Linked DNA regions of Macaca mulatta: region 1 is linked to region 2. Evidence: chromatin contacts called from public Hi-C data. All regions are on one chromosome and are shown on one strand. Each heading gives the region's core, a stretch centred on a gene start, on an enhancer-like site or on the middle of the called end of the contact. The rest is flanking DNA. Distances are from core to core; before and after follow the strand shown. Region 1 holds the start of ZNF213 (zinc finger protein 213). Region 2 holds the start of HCFC1R1 (host cell factor C1 regulator 1).

Region 1 (6,103 bases), core at 1,761-4,260, 100 kb after region 2:
GTTTCCAAGTTTCCTCCCTTTTTACTTCCTCAGTCCTAAGGGCACAAGTTCCTTCCTGCAGTTGCTATTCTGTAACTCTTAGAAATCTCTCTTACCCATTTGGGTAACCATCTTCACAACTAAACAATTATTTTTACCAATTTTTCTCTTCAAAACAATGGTGTGGCCGGGCGCGGGGGCTCATGCCTATAATCCCAGCAGTTCGGGAGGCTGAAGTGGGTGGATGACCTGAGGTCAGGAGTTCGAGACCAGGCTGGCCAACATGGCAAAATCCCGTCTCTACTAAAAATACAAAAAATTAGCTAGGCGTGGTGGTGGGTGCCTGTAATCCCAGCTACTTGGGAGGCTGAGGCAGGAGAATTGCTTAAACCGGGGAGGCAAAGGTTTGCAATGGGCTGAGATCGCACCATTGCACTCCAGCCTGGGCAACAGAATGAGACTCTTTAAAAAAAAAAAAAAAAGTATATTCCAATGAAAATAACAGGCAATTCACAAAAGGATAAATAGAAATAATACTTGAAAAAAGAAAACATATCCAGCTTCCCTAGAAATCAAGGAAATGGTAACTATATTCATGGAATTTCTCCCATTGGGCTGTTGCACAGAATAAGCGTGAGATGTAAAGGACTCAGCTCACTGCCTGGCAATATAAACACTCCATACATGGTAACTATCATGATTTAAAAGTTTAATAGGATAGGCACAGTGGTTCTCACCTGTAATCCCAGCACTTTGGAAGAAGGCTGAGGCAGGCAGATCCCTTGAGGTCAGGAGTTCAAGACCAGCCTGGCTAACCTGGTAAAACCCCATCTCTACTAAAAATACAAAACTTAGCCTGGTGTGGTGGCATGCACCTGTAATCCCAGCTACTAGGGAGGCTGAGGTGGGAGGATCGCTTGAACCTGGGAGGTTGCAGTGAGCCACGAAATTGCAGCACTGCACCAAAAAAAAAAAAGTTTAATATGTATTACTGTGGACCTGGGGACGCTACATCAAGCTGTTTCCCAGTTGAACTGGAATGCCACAACAAAGGCTGAACACTGTAAATGTCCAAATCTGGAGGAACAGAGGAAGGTAAACATTTGATTCTCAAGTGGAAGATCAAAGCATTACATTCTTTCTGGAGGACAGTTTAGAAATATGTACACAAAGTAATTTGGCAATTCCATTTCTGGTTGTTCTCAGGGAAATGTTCAAGCAAATGCATAAAGGTGTATGTAGAAGCATATCTACAAATACAGAAAGATGGAAACAATGTAAGTGTCCAAGGGTGGCAGACTTAAAAGATGAAAATTCTGCCGGGCATACTGGCTCATGCCTGTAATCTCAGTACTTTGGGAGGCCGAGGCAGGCAGATCATCTGAAGTCGGGAGTTCGAGCCCAGCCTGACCAACATGGAGAAACCCCATCTCTACTAAAAATACAAAATTAGCCGGGCATGGTGACACATGCCTGTAATCCTAGCTATTCGGGAGGCTGAGGCAGGAGAACCGCTTGAACCCGGAAGGCAGAGGTTGCAGTGAGCCAAGATCGGGCCACTGCAGTGCAGCCTGGGTGACAGAGCGAGACTCCGTCTCAAAAAAAAAAAAAAAAATATATATATATATATATATATAAACTATATATAATATATATATACACATTCACAGACATATAACAACAGTAAAACTGTAAGAACAGACTAAAATATGAACAGTGCTTATTCCTGGATGGTCGTATTAGAAATGTTTTTTACCTTCATTCATTAAACAAATATTTACTAGGCATCTGCCATGTGCCAGGCACAATTCTAGGTGTTCGTGGTAGGGCATTAAAAAGTGTCTGCCCTCATGAACACTTATCGTTGAGTCGTGGGAAACAAATATTACACAAGTATATGTCAGGTAGTGATAAACATTAGGGAGAAAAGCAAGGCAGAGCTGAGGCTGTTTACAGAGCTCCGGGAGGCTTCCTTGAGGGGGTGACGTATGAGCAGAGTGAGGGAGCAAGCCTTGTGGCTATCATGAGAAAGCTATCTTTATGATTTGCCAATTAATTTTCTTAATTTTCTCTTCCAAGCATGCAACACCTACAAAATTAAGACAAAACAAACCAGGAAAGCTCTTTCCATTTATGAAAGATATCTGGAGCCTGAGATTATCTTCGGGTCGAGGCGTGGAAAGAGTGGGAGAGGATCCGAGGGTATGGAAAGGAGAACCCCGAGCCCCCCTGCTCTAGATCCCTCAGGGCCGTTGGATCCCTGACGCCCCGCAGCTCCTGGTGGACGAAGCAGCTGGTGGGAGAGCGCGGGACTGCGGCCAGGTCAGTGTCTTCTTGCCGCGTCCTGCTAAGGCGACCCGAAGACAGAGGATCGCCGCAGGAGGCTCCGCGCCCCTTACCCGACGGCATTTCCCAGGAAGCTACACGCCTCTCCAGGGAATTGGGAGGAGCGGGACCCAAGAGGCTGGAAACAAGTCTCCCAGGCCCAAGCTCCACCGCCCACGGCCTTTCGGCCCTCACCTACGAGTTGGCATAGAAAGACCGTGGCGGAAGGAAAACGCCGCTCCAGCGCATCCCTTCCGGCGGAGCAGGCGCTCCACTCGTGGCTAGGCCATATGCCCTCTCCTTTCCTCGGGCCAGCCTTGGCTTCCCCTTTTTGTCGCTCAAGGGCCAGAGGCGCAAGGAAATGTGAAAGAAAAGCGGCGACGAAAGAAAACAAAGCAAATCTAGACGCAAAACGTTGCCTTTCCTCCCGGATGCAGGTGTATGACGCATATGGCGTTTCCGTCTTCTAATAGGGAGCCTGAGAATTCTTCCTGTTCATTGGCCATCAGTCAGGGAGAAGGCGGGCTCAGTGAACGAACGGCTTTCTGGGAGCTAGGGAATGCTTGCGCCGCGTAGTTTCCCAGCGAGCCCTGCGACCACTTCCGGCGCCGAGAACTGGCGGCGGAAGTGGTGTCTCCTGGGCCGCCGTGGGCGTTGTGTGTTTCGGGGGCGGGGGCGGGGACGGGGGCTCTGGCCGCCTGGCTCCGACATCAAGCACCGGGCTCCGGGTGGCCGGGATCAGCGCCCCGAGGCAGAGGCCGGAGGGCGGGCGCACTACTAGGAAGTGCTGGGTCCCCCGCGCCGCTCTGCCCTCTTGGTCCGCGGGCAGACGCCCCTGCACGATCGCCGCTCGCCCCGCGGGCGAGGCTGCGGGGGACAGCACGGGGCTCTGGCTGGCTCGCCTTCCCGCCTGCCGTGTCCTGCTGAGCGACCCTGGTGAGTCCTGGCCCTCTTCGAGGAAAGTCTTCTTCGAAGTCACCAGAGGATGAGAATGGTGCACGCACCTTTCAGGGGTCTTGTGAGGAGCAGAATAAATAAAGCGCCTAGGGTGGACTAAATAATTGGAAACAACCCGAATGCATCACTTGAGTATTGATTAAGAAACTGGAGCGTATCCGTACCGCGGAAGCTCATAGTGCCGCTGTCTGTGCAGTAAGGTCTCATTTATGTAAAAACACATGAAGCACCTTCTTTTTCTTTTCTCCCCCCATGGATGGCTTTTTTAGTAAAAGCACAGAGAAAAGGTCTGGGACGTCACTTGTCAGACTGTTAAGTCGGGGGGTACAATTGCATTGAGGAAGGGAGAGTTTTACGGACTTCTGTATTGTTTGAATCTTCCCCCCTTTTTTATTACGATGGTTTGTATTTTTTTTTTTTTTCTTTTTACTTTTTTTTTTTTTTTGAGACGGCCTCAGTCTGTTGCCCAGGCTGGAGTACGGTGGTGCGATCATAGCTCATTGCAACCTCAAACTCCTGGACTCAGGAGATCTTCCCTCTTCAGCCTCCCCAGTAGCTGGGACTACAGGAGCCCCACCCGGCTTTTTTTGTTTTTTGGTACAGATGGCGTCTCACATTGTCTTCCCAAAGTGGTCTTGAACCCCTGGCCTCAAGCAATCATCCTATCTCTGTCTCCCAAAATGCTGGGATTACAGGCATAAACCACCAAGCCCGGCCAGTTTGTATTTGTATTGTTGAAACAAAAAATCGATTACTGAAAATTGCATAATACACTTTTCAGTAAAGAGTAACGATGTAAGGTATAAAGGTGTCATACATTTATATGTACCTGTGGATAAATGGCTTTGGATGGTGTCTATGAGGCCTTCTGTGACACCTCAGGGCCAGATGTGTTTTGGAATTCAGAGGTTTTCAAATTTGAGAAAACTAATATAGTGCACATACAATATATCAAGCACATCTCCAGAGGGATCTGGGGCAACACTAAATAATGAAACACATCAGTTAAAATTTTTTAATTAGGCAGGGCGCAGTGGCTCATGCCTGTAATCCCAGCACTTTGGGAGGCCAAGGCGGGTGGATCACAAGGTCAGGAGTTCGAGACCATCCTGACCAACATGGTGAAACCTCGTCTCTACTAAAAATACAAAAATTAGCTGGGCGTGGTAGCTGGTGCCTGTAGTCTCAGCTACTTGGGAGGCTGAGGCAGGAGAATCGCTTGAACCCAGGAGGCAGAGGTTGCAGTGAACCAAGATTGCACCACTGCACTCCAGCCTGGGCAACAGAGTGAGACTCTCTCAAAAAAAAAAAAAAAAAGATTTTTAGTTGATGTATAATGTCCATACAGAAAAACACATCAGTGGGTATAGCTCAATGAATTTTTATAAACTGAAGATATATGTTATTAATATTTCTGCCATAATTTTGAATATTTACATTTAGTGGAATAAATTGAGATTATAAATATGCTTATATCAGGTCAGGTGGTGCTGCCAAATGATTGATATTGGGTTTTGCTTTCAAAGAGTTATGAAATACCCGGGTTTTGTATTTCTGGCTTTGGGATGAGAGCTTGTGGGCCTGTGTTAATAGAGATAGTCACATGAGCAAGGCATTACAGTAAAGCCTAGAAAAGGCTTCAGGGCCATGAAAGGATGGGACTGGATGGCTCTACAGCCTGGGGTTTGCTCCTGTATTCCACATCCTTCCTCCTCAGTCCTGCCATTTTGCTCTTTCCCCAGGAGTACACATCCAGATGCCGGCCCAGCAACCACAGGGGATCCCTCTGGGAGACTAAAAGTACAGGTTCTGGGGCCCAGGTTGAGGCCGACCAACCCTGAGCCTCAGGCCAGGGGAATGGCAGCCCCCTTGGAGCCCCAGGACCAGACCTCTGGGGAGGGAGAAGGGCTTCTGATTGTCAAAGTGGAAGATTCCTCCTGGGAACAGGAATCTGCCCAGCATGAGGACAGCAGGGATTCCGAAGCCTGCCGCCAGCGCTTCCGGCAGTTCTGCTATGGGGATGTGCATGGGCCTCATGAGGCCTTCAGCCAGCTCTGGGAGCTCTGCTGCCGCTGGCTGCGGCCCGAGTTGCGCACCAAGGAGCAGATCCTGGAGCTGCTGGTGCTGGAGCAGTTCCTGACGGTGCTTCCAGGGGAGATCCAGGGCTGGGTGCGCGAGCAGCACCCAGGAAGTGGCGAGGAGGCTGTCGCCTTGGTGGAGGACCTACAGAAGCAGCCATTGAAAGCCTGGCCGCAGGTGAGGGGCCCTTCAATATCCAGAGTCACCTGGATGGTACCTGGCGAGTAGGTACCCTGCAGAGACAAGTCTCCTAGAGGCTCACAGGGTAGGGGAGACACAGAGCCCCCAGGAGCAGGCACACAAGCACAGCATGCCATGGGTGCCTTTCTGAAAGATGCAGTCCAAAGTAAATGTGATTTATTTTTTGCGGCTGTGGAAGGCAACAATAGGGCTGAAGTGTGAATGTTCCAGAAAGGAAGTTTTAGCTCCATGCAGGGTCTGCTGATGTTTATTTGCATTTTGCTCTAGGCCTGGCTCTGAGGACACTAGGGTGTGCAGAGAGCCAGCTCCAGAGTGGGGCTAGAAGGTGGAGCTGTCCGGGGCCCCAATTACCTTGTGGGATGTTGGATCCTTCATATTGGATGCATCTGGGGAGGTTCTGATGAGTGGCTAGGGGATGGGGTTGTGCCTTTGGCAGGAGGGTCCCCAGCTCCCCGCTTGCTAAGTGGCTGTGATTCTGGCCTTTCAGGGCTGGTTCTTGCCTCGTGAATGATCAGGGAGCGTCCTCGGGCAAACAGCATTGCCTGGTATCACATTCTCCTCT
Region 2 (6,045 bases), core at 3,541-6,040:
AAGGCTCAGTCTTAGGGGGCGGGGCTGGCCTGGAGAGGGGCGAGGTCTGACTCCGAGTCCCGCCCCCAGGCGCTGCGGCACCTCCTGCCCCCTTCCGGCTGCTTTGGCCCATCCTTGGGGGCGCTCTGAGTCTGACCTTCGTGCTGGGGCTGCTTTCTGGCTTTCTGGTCTGGAGACGATGCCGCAGGAGAGAGAAGTTCACCAGTAAGTGCGCCCTGGCCTGCCCAGCCCTGTCAGCACTCGACCTTTTCTCTGCCCCTGACGACCCCACCTCTTATCTTGCAGCCCCCATAGAGGAGACCGGCGGAGAGGGCTGCCCAGCTGTGGCGCTGATCCAGTGACAATGTGCCCCCTGCCAGCCGGGGCTCGCCCACTCATCATTCATTCATCCATTCTAGAGCCAGTCTCTGCCTCCCAGACGCGGCAGGAGCCAAGCTCCTCCAACCACAAGGGGGGTGGGGGGCGGTGAATCACCTCTGAGGCCTGGGCCCAGGGTTCAGGGGAACCTTCCAAGGTGTCTGGTTGCCCTGCCTCTGGCCCCAGAACAGAAAGGGAGCCTCACGCTGGCTCACACAAAACAGCTGACACTGACTAAGGAACGGCAGCATTTGCACGGGGGGGGTGTCCTCCTTCCTAGAGGCCCTGGGGGCCAGGCTGACTTGGGGGGCAGACTTGACACTAGGCCCCACTCACTCAGATGTCCTGAAATTCCACCATGGGGGTCACCCTGGGGGGTTAGGGACCTATTTTTAACACTAGGGGGCTGGCCCACTAGGAGGGCTGGCCCTAAGATACCGACCCCCCCAACTCCCTAAAGAGGGGAGGAGATATTTATTTTGGGGAGAGTTTGGAGGGGAGGGAGAATTTATTAATAAAAGAATCTTTAACTTTAAATGGTTTGGAGAGGCAGTGATCCCCGACTGACTCCCCTGAGCTGGAGGGAGGGAGTGAGTCAGCCAGCCGCGGGGGCGGGGGTGAGGCTCTGACTCACACATTCTCAATGCCTGGAACTCAGCCGGCCAGGACCTGGCTGGCCCTAACAGTTTTCCAGGGAAGATCTTGAGGAGAAACCCCAGCATCCCGCACCTCTGCCCTCTCCACCATCCCCAAAAGCCCCAGGTTCTAGACTGAAGCCTTCCTTTGCTCAGCAATCTTTATTCAGTTCTTCTTGGGGGTGGGATGCCTCCCTTCCCATGCTCCCACCCCTCCCATCCCAGAGCTCCGTTGGGCTCAGTGTCCTCTGTTGAGGGAAGGTCTTGGTGCCCAGATGCCTGGTCTGCAGGAGAGGGAGGAACCTTGTCCCTTTGCAGGAGTCGCTGGTCTCTTCTGTTGTGGGGAAGAAGGAAGGTGGGAGGGGCAGTCCACCAGCACTCAGAGCTCCGTTATGTCTCCAGCTGGGGTTGCAGGGTAGGGGGGACTGGGGGTGTCCCCCAGCCTCAGCAGACGGAGGGCCTCGGGGATGAGGCTGCCAGGGTAGCGCCAGAGAAGCAGCTCAGAGCAAGGGCTTCTAGAAGAAGAAATGACTGTCAGGGCATGGGGCTAAGGCTGGCCTAGCTGAGCACCTCCCACCAGGTCCAGGTCCCCAGGGACTCCTGGGTTCCCAGCACTTTCCAAAGAGCGAAGATGAGAAACAACCCAGAGGTCAGCTAGAGCTAAAAATGGCACGATGAGGCAGGGCCTGAGGTCAGCTGCGAGGACCGCCTGTGATTCTGCAGAAGGCCTGGCCAGTGGAGGAGCCTACCTGAGTGGGGGCAGGGCTTGGGGGAAGGCCATGGGGGGGCTGCAGTAGGGGTGGTCATTGTGCAGGCTGAGTTGAGAGAAGTGGGTGGCCATGTTCTCCTCAGACAGAAATTGCTTGCGCAGAGGCTCCCTGGGGAGAGATGGGAGAGAGGCAGGCTGGGATATTGAGACAGGAGGCAGCCTGTTGGGGACCAGAGGTGACAGAGCTCTCGTTGGGAGTCCCTCCCTGCCCCCAAACTCACTGCTCCTCCTCCAGGCGCCGCTTGGTGCTCATGGGCACAGCTCCTCGGAGAGGGGAGCTGGGGAAAAAAGAGAGCCTGGTGCACCCCACCCTCTTGGCCCCTTCCCAAGGATATGCCTGCCTGAGCCTGCAGCATCAGCCAGGAGCCCCAAGCCCATTACTGTCTCAGCTGGTGCTGGTCCCCCCTCTCCTGGGCCATCCAGCAGCGTACTTCGGAAGTCTGGACCCTGAACTGCAGCCCCAATACCATCTCAGCTCACGCCTAAGCCCCACCGATTCGCCCCACCCCGTGTTCATCCTGCAGACCAGCCCTGAGCACCCAGCCAAAGCTCCTGCGGCCCTTGGTCAGGCCCACCCTGGTCCCCCACACGCACCTGGCGTCCAGGCCCCGAGTCACCCCCAAGGCGGCCCGCGGGAGGCGCTGGGCCCCACCCTGGGGGCCTCGCTCCAAGGGCTGCTGAAGGATCATTGGGTTTTGGGGTCCTGCGGGTGGGATCTGGGCGACAGGGGAGGAGTCTCTGAGGGCGTGGCCCAGCGAGGATGGGCGTGGCTTTAGGCGGGCACAGCGGCGAGGTTCTGCGCGGGCGCCGAAGAAGGGCGGCGCGTGGCGGAAGGCAGGCTTGCTCCTCGGGGTGGGGGAGGGTATCCGGCTTAGCGGGGCTGCGGTGGACACCACTTCTTAATGTCGGGGGTCTTCGCGGCGCTCACCTCGGCTCCTGGGGTTCAGGACGGTACGCAGCAGCCCCCTTCGCGCCGAAGGCAGTAGGGCGCCACGGAGAGGAACCGCTGTAGGCACGTAAGGCCTCGTGAAGTTGCGTGGCACGCGGAGCACTCTGGGACTTGTAGTTCTGGAGATGGAGCGAGCTGTGCCGCTCGCGGTACCGCTGGGTCAGGTGAGACGGACGTGGTGCGCGTTGCCTTCTGGGATTTGTAGTCCATTCATGGCTGGGACGGGGCGGGCAGGGAATTGTGCCCTTTGAGTCCTATTTTGCCTGGGCTATTTGTGGAACTCAGACGCTGACCGGGGGGCGGGAGAGTAACCCAGAAGTGCCTCAGGGGCTTAACGCAAGACAGAGAGTAGGGATTATAAATCAGTACGTTTTTCTATGTTGGGGTAGTAGAGCCACCCCTATTTTTTTTTTTTAATTTTCTAGTTCCTGCAAAGCACTTTTTTTTTTTTTGAGACGGAGTCTCACTCTGTCAACTAGGCTAGAGTGTAGTGGCACGATCTCAGCTCACTGCAACTTCCGCCTCCTGGGTTCAAGCGATTCTCCTGCCTCAGTTTCCTGAGTAGCTGGGACTACAGGCGTGTGCCACCATGCCCAGCTAATTTTGTGTTTTTAGTAGATACAGGGTTTTACCGTGTTGACCAGGCTGGTCTCGAACTCCTGACCTCAGGTGATCCTCCCGCCTCAGCCTCCCAAAGTGCTGGGATTACAGGTGTGAGTCACCATGCCTGGCCACATTTTTTTTTTTTTTTTTTTTGAGACGGAGTCTTGCTCTGTGCCCCAGGCTGGAGTGCAGTGGCGCGATCTCGGCTCACTGCAAGCTCCGCTCCCCCGGGTTCACGCCATTCTCCTGCCTCAGCCTCCCGAGTAGCTGGGACTACAGGCGCCCACCACCTCGCCAGGCTAATTTTCTTGTATTTTTAGTAGAGACGGGGTTTCACCGTGTTAGCCAGGATGGTCTCGATCTCCTGACCTCGTGATCCGCCCGTCTCGGCCTCCCAAAGTGCTGGGATTACAGGCTTGAGCCACCGCGCCCGGCCATTTTTTTTTTTGAGATGAAGTTTCACTCTTGTTGCCCAGGCTGGAGTGCAATGGCTCCATCTTGGTTCACCACAGCCTCCGCCTCCCAGATTCAAGCAGTTCTCCTGCCTCAGTCTCCCAAGTAGCTGAGATTACAGGCATGCGCCACCACTCCCAGCTCATTTTGTATTTTTAGTAGAGATGGGTTTCTCCATGTTGGTCAGGCTGGTCTGGAACTCCAGACCTCAGGTGATCCGCCCACCTCGGCCTCCCAAAGTGCTGGGATTACAGGCGTGAGCCACTGCGCCCGGCCCCACATTTTTAAATTTTTTGTTGAGACGGAGTCTCACTATTTTGACCAGGCTGCTCTCGAACTCCTGGCCTCCCCAAGCAGTGGATGACAGGCATGAGCCACCACACCCGGCTTCAGCACTGAGTGACAGCCCCATGGAAAGCTCTTGTCTATACACTAGCTCATCTAATGGTGATGGAATCTTCTGTGAGCTCCACTTGACAGTTGAGGAAGCTGGTAGGAGAGTGCTGGGTGCTTGCTCAGAGGTCCCTGAGGCATCACCTCGACTCGCCCCTTCTTCAGTGTCTTCTTGGAGCCGCCCATGGGACTGCATGGGCAAGTGCTGGCTTGGGGCCGGGCCGCCTCAAAAGAGGGCTGAGAAGTCAGGACAGTGGGAGGCCTGGCAGGTGTTGGGGGAAGCAGGAAGGAGTCTGTGGCTGGGAGGTTTCATACATCCCAGGCAGGCCTCATCCAGTTCTTCCCTGCAGACAGAGGTGTTCCAGGCCTTGCAGCGGCTCCATATGACCATCTTCTCCCAGAGCGTCTCACCGTGTGGGAAGTTTTTGGCGGCTGGCAACAATTATGGGCAGATTGCCATCTTCAGGTACCCTCTGCCGCTGTCCACCCATTAGCCCTGGCACTTGGCCCTCATGGGACGGATGCCCCTGTTTCTGACTCCTGGGTCCCCTCCGCTGTCCCCTGCAGCTTGTCCGCTGCTTTGAGCTCCGAAGCCAAAGAGGAAAGTAAGAAGCCGGTGGTGACTTTCCAAGGTGGGTATAGCTGTGGAGTCTGGCTTCGGGACTTTGGGTGGAATTGGTCAACTCAGTTCTGCATTTCTCTTTAGCCCATGATGGGCCTGTCTATAGCATGGTCTCCACCGATCGACATCTGCTTAGTGCTGGGGATGGGGAGGTGAAGGCCTGGCTTTGGGCGGAGATGCTCAAGAAGGTAAGGAGTTGAGCTCGGGAAAGGGCTGGGGTGCCGGGACCCAGAGAGAGCCTTTGAGGTCAACTGGTATTTTCCCTTTTGAAGGGGTGTAAGGAGCTGTGGCATCGGCAGCCTCCATACAGGTGAGCCAGGGCCACATGGATAGAGGGGGCATCGGGGTGAAGTGACTTCCTCACTGACCCTGCCTTTCCTTCCCCAGGACCAGCCTGGAAGTGCCCGAGATCAATGCTCTGCTGCTGGTCCCCAAGGTCTGAGCCCCATGTGACTGTTCTTGTCCAAACTTTGATCCTTCACCCTCTGCCTACCCTGATTTGACATTGACTTCCTGCCTCACCCTGCTCCCTCCACAGGAGAACTCCCTCATCCTGGCTGGGGGAGACTGTCAGTTGCACACTATGGACCTTGAAACTGGGACTTTCACGGTGAGCAGGGTCTTGGAGCCCTAGAGCAGGTCCAGGCCAGGGAGAGGCACTCTTCCTAGGTCTCCTCCTGACATCGCCCCTCTACATGCAGCGGGTCCTCCGGGGCCACACAGACTACATCCATTGCCTGGCACTGCGGGAAAGGAGCCCAGAGGTGCTGTCAGGTGGCGAGGATGGAGCTGTTCGACTTTGGGGTAAGGAGGTGGCTGGCTGGAGGGCAAGATGGCAGTGAAGGAGGCTGAGGTGAATGGGGCACCACTCACAGTTCTTTCCCCGCAGACCTGCGCACAGCCAAGGAGGTCCAGACGATCGAGGTCTATAAGCACGAGGTGAGGGTCTGTCCATGGCCATTGTCCTCTTCCCCTCCCGCTCCTTGAATTCTGCATGTCTTCACCTCTTTCCCTCCCCCGCCGCCCAGGAGTGCTCAAGGCCCCACAATGGACGCTGGATCGGATGCTTGGCAACTGATTCCGACTGGATGGTGAGCTGGGCAGACTGTGGGATTGGATGGCAGCTCCGGGCCCTGTCAGCTGTGGGCCTGTAGTTCACAGCTGGGGACTCCCACCTTTCTGTCCAGGTCTGTGGAGGGGGCCCAGCCCTCACCCTCTGGCACCTCCGATCCTCCACACCTACCACTGTCTTCCCCATCCGGGC

Evidence for each region. Hi-C and Micro-C count contacts between places; a contact is called where the count stands out from the background.
Region 1: a Hi-C map of blood shows a contact between it and region 2, with 6 times the contacts expected there. The contact joins the promoter of ZNF213 here to the promoter of HCFC1R1 in region 2. A contact is called at or near these places in 2 of 14 Hi-C or Micro-C datasets (blood and liver).

The regions. Positions count from the first base shown.
Region 1 is chr20:4,368,907-4,375,009 of T2T-MMU8v2.0, forward strand. ZNF213 (zinc finger protein 213) reads left to right here and starts at 3,011. Exons shown (of 4, transcript XM_015125449.3): 1 at 3,011-3,240; 2 at 5,004-5,517. The coding sequence starts at 5,119. LOC144337849 (a long non-coding RNA gene) reads left to right here. Exons shown (of 3, transcript XR_013411448.1): 3 at 1,782-2,743. LOC106994927 (a long non-coding RNA gene) reads right to left here and starts at 1,608. Exons shown (of 2, transcript XR_001441618.3): 1 at 717-1,608.
Region 2 is chr20:4,265,003-4,271,047 of T2T-MMU8v2.0, forward strand. It overlaps HCFC1R1 (host cell factor C1 regulator 1), which reads right to left and starts at 4,791. Exons shown (of 6, transcript NM_001266213.1): 1 at 4,727-4,791; 2 at 4,510-4,625; 3 at 2,356-2,874; 4 at 1,983-2,039; 5 at 1,742-1,870; 6 at 1,136-1,507. The coding sequence starts at 2,450. The coding sequence ends at 1,372. It overlaps THOC6 (THO complex subunit 6), which reads left to right and starts at 1,136. Exons shown (of 15, transcript NM_001257916.2): 1 at 1,136-1,507; 2 at 1,742-1,869; 3 at 2,355-2,874; 4 at 4,510-4,625; 5 at 4,727-4,791; 6 at 4,866-4,969; 7 at 5,054-5,091; 8 at 5,169-5,217; 9 at 5,320-5,391; 10 at 5,483-5,585; 11 at 5,671-5,720; 12 at 5,810-5,872; 13 at 5,969-6,045. The coding sequence starts at 2,836. TNFRSF12A (TNF receptor superfamily member 12A) reads left to right here. Exons shown (of 4, transcript XM_001089176.5): 3 at 70-204; 4 at 286-894. The coding sequence ends at 341.